Regions from separate parts of the Sus scrofa genome. Here region 1 is linked to region 2. Evidence: chromatin contacts called from public Hi-C data. All regions are on one chromosome and are shown on one strand. The core of a region is the stretch at or near the end of the contact, and the rest is flanking DNA. Distances in the headings are between cores, read along the strand shown. Region 1 overlaps CDC14A (dual specificity protein phosphatase CDC14A). Region 2 holds the start of CDC14A (dual specificity protein phosphatase CDC14A).

The links. Hi-C and Micro-C count contacts between places; a contact is called where the count stands out from the background.
Region 1: a contact with region 2 is called in a Hi-C map of liver, with 2.1 times the contacts expected there. A contact is called at or near these places in 2 of 5 promoter capture datasets (fetal liver and liver), 14 of 47 Hi-C or Micro-C datasets (blood, embryonic fibroblasts, epiblast stem cells and 6 more) and 2 of 2 datasets of targeted methods (alveolar macrophages and skeletal muscle).

What each region holds. Positions count from the first base shown.
Region 1 is chr4:117,708,160-117,713,754 of Sscrofa11.1, forward strand. The region is part of intron 7 of CDC14A (dual specificity protein phosphatase CDC14A); the gene reads right to left. Among named protein-coding and RNA genes, the nearest start is that of GPR88, 87 kb to the left of the region's middle.
Region 2 is chr4:117,803,016-117,808,175 of Sscrofa11.1, forward strand. CDC14A (dual specificity protein phosphatase CDC14A) reads right to left here and starts at 1,553. Exons shown (of 16, transcript XR_002343573.1): 1 at 1,025-1,553; 2 at 142-232.

The DNA of each region.
Region 1 (5,595 bases), core at 507-3,006, 95 kb before region 2:
TGCTGCAAAAATTTTGTCTCCTGGCCACTCTGCAATGAAATGAAATGAAAACGAATATTTCTTGTCCCAGCAACAAACAATGGGAAATAAGAGAAGCCAGAAAATATAAACACGTTCCATGAACATGGTAAACATACTTTAAATAATGAAAAAAAACCCTATACATATCAGACTCATGATGAATACACCTCCATTTTTGTTTTTATTGGCAAATATCTGTTGTCGGTGCTGATTTTCAGACTGGGAAAAAGAAGGCAGGAGTAAGGGACAGAGGCTCATTAAGTCCTGGGGCGTATCGCAAATTGGAGTCAGCCAAGTCTATTGCAGAGGCCGAGTGCTCAACAGCTGCAAGGGTCAGGCAAGAGATGTAAAGGCAAATCTCCTCAGCTCTGGCCGATTGACCACAGGAAGCTGATTGAATATGGCCACTCTTCCAGTTGGACTTTCATGTAGAATCTCTCTGTATTTGAAATGTTGACTGATTTAAATTAAGTTTTTAAATACTGGAAAACCAAATAAAATACATCTATCAGAGGATTTTGATCACCAGCTGTCAGCTTCCGGTCCACACACTCTAGCATCCTCAGAGAAAGTCTGAAGACCATGGGACAATGGGGCAGGGCTGGGGTACCCAAGACTTTGCAGGTAAATGGGATACAGTTGTGTGATGCATCACAAAACGTATGAATCTCTTCTTCCCGTAAGCACTGATCTTCAGCCCACCCCACCACCAGACACAGCCTCTAGTCTCCAAGACCCCACCTCCGTGGCTCTGCATAGATGGTCCCAGGCAGGGAAGGAAGGCAATTCTTTGCTGGGCCAAGATTACCACGTAAAAGTCTCTCTCCTTCACCACATGGTACAGACCTCAATGGTAGGAATCTGTGTCAAATGCAGAGTCTAAAGTCTACACTCTGCTATAAGAGCACATAAGTATTTGCTAAATAAATTGGAATAATGCCACTGAGGAAATCTAGAGCCTCTGATTACTTACACTATCCTTTAGATTTGATTTCCACGAAAATCAAAACTTAGCTGTACCATTTTCCTGTTTAAAATGCAAATGTTTCTTTCTAGTCAAAAAAGTAACAACTGAAACTTTACATGACACCTCATAAATGTCTGAATTGCATTAATCTAATATTAACAAACATAAAATCTCCATGATCCCCTAAATAAAACTTTAGAGATGCTATAAGTGTTATAATTAAACATGCCAAATTAAATCTCGAGCATAGCTACCTAATTAGAACCATTTGAATAGAGAATCTAGTATGAGAGTTTCCGTCCTGGCACATCGGAAACAAATCCGACCAGGGACCATGAGGTTGCGGGTTTGATCCCTGGCCTCGCTCAGTGGGTTAAGGGTCCAGCGTTGCTGTGGCTCTGGCATAGGCTGGCAGCTACAGCTCCAATTAGATCCCTAGCCTGGGAACCTCCATATGCCTCGGGTGCAGCCCTAAAAGGACAAAAGACCAAAAAAAAAAATCTAATATGCAACTCTTTTTGATAATTAACATATTCTTGTTTAAATAAAGCAGTCTCAGATTAATGGCCCAATATCCCTCTCAGGTAATTCTTAAGCTTAAAACATTATCTAAAAATTCTAAAGTAAAAATATGTACTAATCATCAAAAAGCTAAATCCAATTATTTATGAACAGTTGAAGAAAACAGGTTTCTATGTTCACCATTCCAGTATTCTTGACCACAAAGCAGGCCCTGATAAATACACTGGGCTACGTCTATTTATTTGGATTATAGACATGTGTTTGGTTAAAGAGTAACCTTTTATAGTCAATCATAGGGAGAGAGGCAATGGACTTACTACAAGAACCAAAAGAATATGTTTGCAAATCTGCCTACCCCAAAAGATAAACATTAGATAATACTGGGCTATATATTCAGTAGCTTGGATAAGGTTGATGGAGTAAACAAAGAGACTGAGGCCTTAGATCCAAATCAGAACAAAAATTAAGAAATTACAGCTTTTAACTGACTCATACAATCTTACTTTGGTAAACCTCCAAAATTAATATCTGTGTTTCTTTCAAAGTGAATTATACAGATGTTAATATTTATCATTAATAGAATATTTAAGATGATACGAATTGGTTTTTCTAATTAAATGTGTGTGTGCGCGCACGCGCGCGCACACACACACACACACACACACACACACTCTTCCAAGAAACCTAGGAACTAAAGGTACTTTCCAACATTACTACATTTTATAAATACACATCCAGGCATGGATGAGGTAAGAGAATGTTTTTACCTCTCCCAGTTCAAAGCCTATAGCCTACCAAGTTCTATGCAGAAAAACCACACATGTTCTTTACCACAGGAAAACCCCAAAGTAAAAACCTGAATTCTTAAAACTGATACATTTACGAGTTAAATTCAATTTACTATAGGATCCTTCAAGCTACAAAAGGTTCACCAGATTTCTTTGGAATAGCTAACTCTCCTGGTGTATTTATTGATTGACTGACTGTCTTTTTTTTTTTTTTTTTTTGGTCTTCCTAGGGCTGCACCCGTGGCATATGGAGGTTCCCAGGCTAGGGGTCTAATCGGAGCTGTAGCTGCCGGCCTACGGGACAGCTACCGCAAAGGCAGATCTGAGCCACATCTGTGACCTACACCACAGCTCACGGCAATGCCGGATCCCCAACCTACCGAGAGAGGCCAGGGGTGCAACCTGAAACCTCATGGTTCCTAGTCGGATTAGTTTCCGCTGTGCCACGATAGGAACTCCCTCCTGGTGTATTTAAAATGTAATTTGAAAAAAAAAAAAAGAAATCCAAGTTTCTTACAAAGTATTAAAATTGAAAAAATATTAAAAATAAAAAGTAAATAAAATATAATTGGACTTGAAAACGTAAATATGTATAACTTCTAAGAAATAAATCTGTGCCATGAAGGCATGTCTCTGTTGTAATGATCACAGATACATTTTTCAGTCCAAACAATGTAACAAAGAATAAGACAGAAAAGACAGACCTTCAAGTTGACAATATTGGATTGGTTCCCTTATCAACAGATGTGTTTTCTAAGACAACATGGATAAACAGTTTTTAAGCACAATTCGACATTCATTAAAACACTTGCTAAGCCTTTATTATATGCCAAGGACTATAACTTAGTATTGCACATAAAATAATATAAAGCATTTCCTCTGTGCTCTTCAGGAGTCTGAAAACTAGTGACAACAATAATAATAGCAGCATTTATATCCCACAGACTCTGTGCTAGGCATTACTCTATTACATGCAACTCATTTCATCTCTAGAGCAACTCTTTATCACCATCTCCCTTTTACCCACTGCTATAGACCGAATGTTTGTGCTCCCGACCCCACCCCCCGCTGCCAAATTCCTATGTTGACACCAAATCCCCAGTGTGCTGGTATTAGGAAGTGGGCCCTTTGGGAGACGATCAGGTCATAAAGATGGTGCCCTTATGACTAGCATTAGTGACTTTAGAAAAGAAATCCCAGAGAGCCCCCCTGTGAGGACCCAGCGAGGGTGTGGAAGAATTTGGTCATTTATTAAGCAGGAGGAGGGCCATCATCAGACATCAAGTCTCCTGGTGTCTTGATCTTGATCTTGGACTTCCCAGCCTCCAGATCCATAAGAAATAAATGTCTGTTGTTTAAGGCACACAGTCTACAGCATTTTGCTAGAGCAGCCCAAACTAAAGCACCCATTAAAGAAAAAGTTGCATTAAACTTTGACAAGTGCTATAATAGAGGTACATAAAGGTTTAATGGTGGCACAAAGACTATTTTAAAAATAGTACAAGCCTTTCTTATTCATTAAAAAAGTGCCTTCTTTATATTTCCTTACTTCTAAAACAATAAAATAGGGCTGACAGGATAGTTGTGTGACATAAATGCAAATAAGCTATCATAACTGGCACTTTATGAGTTTAAAGCAAAGTAAATATTTGAGGCATCAAACTAGATGAAACTACAATTGAAACTACAATTAAGTTGCCTTGCCATTTGGCTTTAAATAATAATCCAACTCTGGATTATGACTTTACATTTGCTTTGGAGAGAGACAGCGTGGTAGAGGGAAAGAGGGGTGCCTCGTGGGAGGTTGTTTCACCTCTGCTAGCACAGCTGGGTGGGGAGGCAGTGGTGGCAGAAAACATTTAAGAGGCTGTTCCCACGCCCAGCCCAGGGACGCACCCTGCTGATGTACCTGCAGGGAGCAAGAATGCAGCACCCGCTGGCAGGTACCATCCCAGGGCTTGAGACATGAAGATTTGAGCCATCGGCACATATGTGGTTGTCGAAACTTGGAATCAGTCCCTTCACTCATGGAGAATGTATTAAGCCAGAAGTCCCAGGGCCCTAGAGACCTGCAGCATCTCAGGTGGGCAAAGGGAAGAGAAAGGCATTGCAGGAGACAGACAGCCAGAGACGGATGGAGGAGGAAAACAAGCAGGAGACACAACTACAGAAGTTAGGGAAGGAAAGTCAGTTTCCAGAATCCGAGAGCAGCCGCAGAGTAAATCCAGTAGAAGACCAAGCACAACAGTTCAGTTTGGTTTGGTTTGGCTTGGCTTGGCTCGGCTAACTCTCGCATTAGCAAGTACCATTTCAGTAGCGCTGCAAAGGTAAAGACCAGATCATAATCAGCTGATGAGTAAAAACAATCAGGATTGCTCTAAGATGTTTGGAGGTAAAAGAAGGGACAGAGACTAAGTCATAATTAAACAGGAAGGGGGAAATGTGGGAAATTTTAGACTTCAAAACATTTCACAGATTTAACCTGTCAGATCTTTGAACCAGCAATGGGTGCAATGTCATAGCAGATGTGGAAACACTGGGTCTAGGAAGGAATCTTGCTTTCTTCAACTTGTGGCCTTTGACAGGTATAAGCCACACTGCAGGACAGCTCCAGGGAAATGCTTCTAATAGTCCTTTGAATAGTCAAATCACCTGGAGGCATACCTCATCTCCCTAGTTCCTCCAGGTGTGAGGGCAGGCCTGCCTACCTGCATTCTGGAGCTTGTTGGACTCCAGTCCTATGCAAGAATTCACAATTACAGCGGCAGAAATTCACATTTTTCCAGTTCCATAATCCAAGAACTAGTTAAAGGGCAAATCAAGCAGCCTCCAGATTACATTCTAGCAAAGCCTGAAACATTGTACCTTAGATGTTCAACAACAATTATCCCGGAGGTGACACAGTGAGAGATGAGAAGCCTAACAAACCTTAGTTCCCAAGGTATGTGTCAAAGGGCAACACGGGGCGACGGCACCGTCTGATCATCTGCCAAGTTAGTTACTAACTGCAATGGAGGATGACATAGTCACCTTCAAGACAGTCTCTGTTCATAGATTAAACTAAACGGACGTTACAGGCAAGCCCTTGTCGAAGACTACAATATCCAGCAATCTGTGCTGCAAATAACTGCTTAAAATAAATAAATAAATAAATAGTCAGAGTTGCCATTGTGGCTCAGTGGTTAACGAATCCAACTAGGAACCATAAGGTTGCAGGTTCGATCCCTGGCCTTGCTCAGTGGGTTAAGGATCTGGTGTTGCTGTGAGCTATGGTGTAGGTCACAGATGCGGCTCGGA
Region 2 (5,160 bases), core at 303-2,802:
AAGCATCTGAGCCTAAAAATGTGGTATTGTTACCTGCACCACTGGGGGAAGGTGAATGAAACTGCCATGAAGGTGTATAGTGTTTCCAAGGCAAAGAGCCCACAAGCTAAATGGTTGAGGAAAAAAAAGGAAGAAACTTACTTTTCATAGACCAGCTCCTCATCGATGGAGAAATAGTGGGTATTTACTGTACTTTTTGGTCTATTCCTTAAAGTAGCAAAATATAACCGATCTGAAAGACAAGTTTAAAAGACAGGACAAAACATGAGAAGCAGGGAAGCTGGGGGGCGGGTGCTAATACACCAGGATCAAAATAACTGCTAGCCATTATTTAAAGACCCCATTAACACGTGGGATTCTTGCAGAAACCTGATCTCTCCCAGAAAACGAGAGACCCCAGAGCACACACGTTAGAGGAGAGAGAAGAGGATCTGACTGAGGGACTACTTGGGGGGCAGAGCTCCCACATCCCTCTTGTTTCAGGCCAACGGGAGCAGGTAGAAGCTGAGGGTACCCGTAGAACTGGAGGTGCAAGTTGGGTTCAGAAATCTCCAGACCTCGGCAGCTGCGGAAGGAGAAGAGAGAGGCGAGCCTCTCCTCTGCAGCTCCGGAGACTTCAAGAAGAGGAAGGGAGGAGGGACAAGGGAGGTGTGGTTGGAGGTGTCCCGAAAACTGAGCCCAGCAATAGGGGGATAAATGCAACGGAAAGGATCCCCCGGAGCAGAATCCCCACGAGCCGCTGCACGCAGGAGCCCGGCAGAGGCCGGCGCTGTCCCATTCCCGGGCGGGGGAGGCCTTCCGAGGGTGCTGCAGAGGGAACCAGGGACGCAAGAAAGACAGAGAAGCCGGAAGCTGAGGGTCCTCGGGGAGAGGATAGAACCGGGAGGGGACAAGAGCGCGCGCGGCAACTGCTGTACCCTGGGGGCCCCAGGAGAAGCTGGGGACAGTGGTTGGGACAGAGAGCCGAGAAGTGAAGAGTTGGGGGAGAGGGAGGGGTGGAGGATGCGGGGCAGCTGCTTCTCACCTTTCATGAACTCGCAAGCCCCGATTAGTTCCCCTGACTCCGCTGCCATCTTAAGCGAGATATGCACGGTGGAGGGCTGGGTCGTGGCCAGCTGAGGTCACCCGCCCCCGGGGGCTTCCCCACTGCTCGGGAGCTAGGAAGCTTGCAGTCCTGAACAACGAGCCCGCCAGAGAGAGGGAGCAGGCGCCGAAGGCGGAGGCGGCTAGGGGGTCAGCGCGCCGGGCGCCCCGGGGACATTCCGTGGGGAACCCGAGCACGCTCCAAGCGGGGCGCACACGCCCCGGGCTGTGGCCACTCGGATTCGGACCCGGCTGCTTTCGCTGCTCCGCCGCCGCCGCGCCTGGGAAACGCAGACCAGCTCTCACGGCCGGGCAAAGTCTTCCCCCGGCTCCCAGAGTGATCATGGAGGAGAAGACGTCTGGCCCCGATCGCGCCCGTGGCTACTCTTGCGGCAGCGGGCAGGACTCTGGTGCCCGCCGGCTGGCAGCAGCTGCTCCGGCTCCTCCTTCGCCACCTCCTTTCAGCAGCAACTCTTCCTCCTCCTCCCCCTGGGTCCGCCCCCAGACCTTCCTCCCCGCCCTCCCTCAATCCCCTCCACTTTCACGGCTCCGCGGCCATCCCTTAAAGGGACAGCCCCGCTCCTTTCTCCGCGCTGGCTCCGCGCCCCAGTTACCAGGCGCCCCGCGGGTCACTAAGAGCCGGTTGCTAAGGCTTTGTTGCCGTCCACCAATTGCTGTACGGGAAACGCGGCCCTGGGCCCAGAGGAGCCGGGCGGGGCCTCTAGACCAGAAACTTATGAATGAAACTGTGGATTGGGAGTGGTCGCGGAGGGCGCTGCTGCTGCCTCGCAGGCAAGGATGTGCCCGCGCCCCTTCGCTTTCTGCACCAAGTCTTCTTCCCACTCCTGATTCTTCGTCTTTGTCTCTCTCATTCTTTACCTCTCTCGCCCCACTCACCCTTGTTCTAAACTCTGGCATGCGCGCGCACGCAAACCTCACACTTAAAGATCTCAAGTCTCCAAGCCCCACTTTACCTATATAGTTAATATTTCAACCAACCTCCATCTCCACCACTGATGGATTTCTATCTTTATAAAAATAAAATTAAAAAAGAAGCCCTACCTCCTAGCTTAGAAGAACACCTACTGGTTTCCTCTACACATAGTGGACTCTGAATTAACTTGTGCTTTGTTCTCGTGGGGTAAAGCGTTCCCATCCGGCTCCCCAAGTCCTCTCATTTGGGTCGCCACTGTCGGCGCAAAATCATCACAAATGCCTAACCTTTATAGTGCACTGGTCCCAGGCGGGGGCGGGGCGGAGGAGCAAGGCCAGCCGGGTGTGGGGGGAAGTGGGAGAGGGAGCGAACCCGGGAGAGGGCCTCCACGGGGGAAAGTAACACAAAAGAATTTCTTTACGCAGTCTCAGCCGAAGCGCTGCAGGGAGTGGTTCATCTCAAAGAAGCCCTTGACTTGTTTCTGCGAGGCCTCTCGCACAGCTTTAACAACTATCGCTGGGTGTCCTACCGGCGTGCCTAATTAGAGGGCAGTCCCTTCCATATGAAAATGGCGCTACAGACCCATCATCGGAAGAGCATGCGCTCTCAGTGGAGTCTCCAGCAACAGAACAGGATTGTGCCAGCCTTCCGTTTCGCAGTCACTTGTTTACCTCTTGGAGGGAGGGGGCGCGCAAGAGTCGACCGCCTGAAGCCGCGCTCTGACGCCGCCGAGTAAAGTTCAACCCTCTGGTCTTAGCCTGCTAGACTATCCAGAAAGCTAAACCTCCACAGAAAATGATGAATGAATATCATTTAGATATTCCGAAAAAAATATGCGGAACATCTCAGTGATTCTAATCAAACAAACCTATGTAAGGTAGTTAAAAGAAAAACCTATCCTAACACCCAAAGCTTTAAACGCTAAGGCAAGAACCACATAAACTTAAAGCTGGAAGAATCACTGAAGACGACCTCCTGCCATCATCCCCTAAATCTTCCCACGAGAAAAAGAATATCTCAAGACAGTTTTTAAAACCGTGTAAGTCGTCAAAAGATGAGTTGTAGTAAGTGTTCCACTCTGAGATGCAGCCCCCAGCCACAGCCAACAAATTCTAAAGAACCAAGCTCTGCTAAATGTGTTGTCCATATTCAACGATTAGTTGAATTTTGCGTTATATTCCCCCAAAGCCTTGTGTCAACAAGCATGTTGGCCAATTCATACTTTGTTGAAAAGTTCTACGATTTTATATGTGAAACTTACGGAAAAGCAAAATATATGAACGTCTAAATAAACTTGCCCACTTTGCTTAGAAAGCTAAATTAATTCAATAATGGCACTCTATTTCCAAATTTGATGATTAAAATTCATGTAGAATCTAAATTCACTTTTAAAAGTTCCTAACAACCTTTCATCCTAGTGTTGTGTTAGAAAAATTGCATCCAAAAAAAAGTCATTCAACACAAACTTTTAATTTTACTAAGTAGTCTAATGAAAAGACCGCTAATTCTACATTTTCAGAGAAGGCAGATTTAATCAAACACCTCTTGTTATTTTCCAAAATAAATTTACAAAAACATTTTCTTTCATATAATACTGCTTAGAAATTTTGGTCATGAGAAGTGAATTATCACATGAAATAATATGTCTTTAAAATTAAGAACTCAAAAAAGTTTCTTTTTCCTCAGCATATTTGTAATAGTAGTATAATGAAATTTGTGAAGTTAATAAGATTCTTTTTTTAAGTTGCAAGAAAGGAAAATAAGCGGTTGTCGGTATAATCAAATCTCTCTAAACCAAAATTTGCACAATCTAAATGATATTCTTTAAAAAGTCTACAAGGAAAACTGAACAAGGGAACGCACGAACACATGTCAAGGTTCTAATGAGATCATAAAACACTTTATTCTCTCTCTCATGCAGGCAAAGTTCCTACTGGTTGTAGTTTCATAATAAAGGCATGATTTCATAGTCTGTGGAGAAAGATAAGGGAAGAAACTTCTTTCCAGTCACCCAACTCAGTGTAATTTTTAGGAACTGACTTTTAAACAATAAAGAACAATGTTTCACACATAAATGAAATACCTCAGATATCACTCACCTTCAGAATGGGAAGGGAATCTCATACATAGGAATGCAGCTAAGGATAGAACTGTCCCAAGTGGGAAAACAATATTTATTCTAACTCTGCAAATATAGCTTGAGTCCTGCCCCCTATGCCCTGAGAGGCAGTCTGCAGAGCTGGAAAACTCCCGGCTGGAGGCAGCTCCAAAATATGTTGCCACCTTCTGGTTCTAATTCTGCGCCCTGCGGCTGCACTGAACACCCCGACTGCTCTTGGTCACGACAAGTCTTCAAAAACGCAGAGGCAGCTCCTTTGGACCATTTCTCCCCCTTAGTCTTCCCCCGATTAAAATCCCCTTTTCTTCAAAATTTCTTACATGACGTGACTTCTAGTCCCCTTGCGATCCAGTAACTTCCCTTTTCCAAGCTTTCTATATCCCACACAGAGTGCTTACTGGAACTGAATGCAGGCCAGTGGTGACTGGGTGGGACTAGTTCTGTGATCTGGAAAAAAAGCACTAATGCAGATTCGGATGGGAACAAAAGCAATGAAAAACATAAAAGAACTAAGTTTTATGATTTACCTGCAAAAAAAAAAAAAAGAAGAAGAAAAAATATTCTCATGTTGGAAGAGGGGAAAGAAAAAGTTGCTGAGGATAGTCAGAGGCCTAACAGGTGTGATATTTACATATTCCCTTCTTTTACTATTATCCTTTCTCAGAATATCTGATTTGAACATGCTCTTTTAGTTGCTTGTTCAGTCATGATGATGTTACCTAAGTAAATAAAAGAAAAATATACAATACATACCTTGAATTCTTTCTAAAAATTGATTTTCAGTTTAACTATGAACCCAGGGGCAATAGAAACTTATGATGCTGAGTAATTTGAAATTCAAAGTAATTTGAATTGTTTAAATATTTTGATAAATTATTTATCTCATGCCAAAAACAATATAAAGCAGCTTTCAGTAAAATACATGTACCAAAAAAGTTATTACAGTACAACCAGAATACTAAAAATTTGTAGACAATGTGGCTGCCCACAGAGGCTAAGCCCTTGGCCTGACCCAGCCATATTC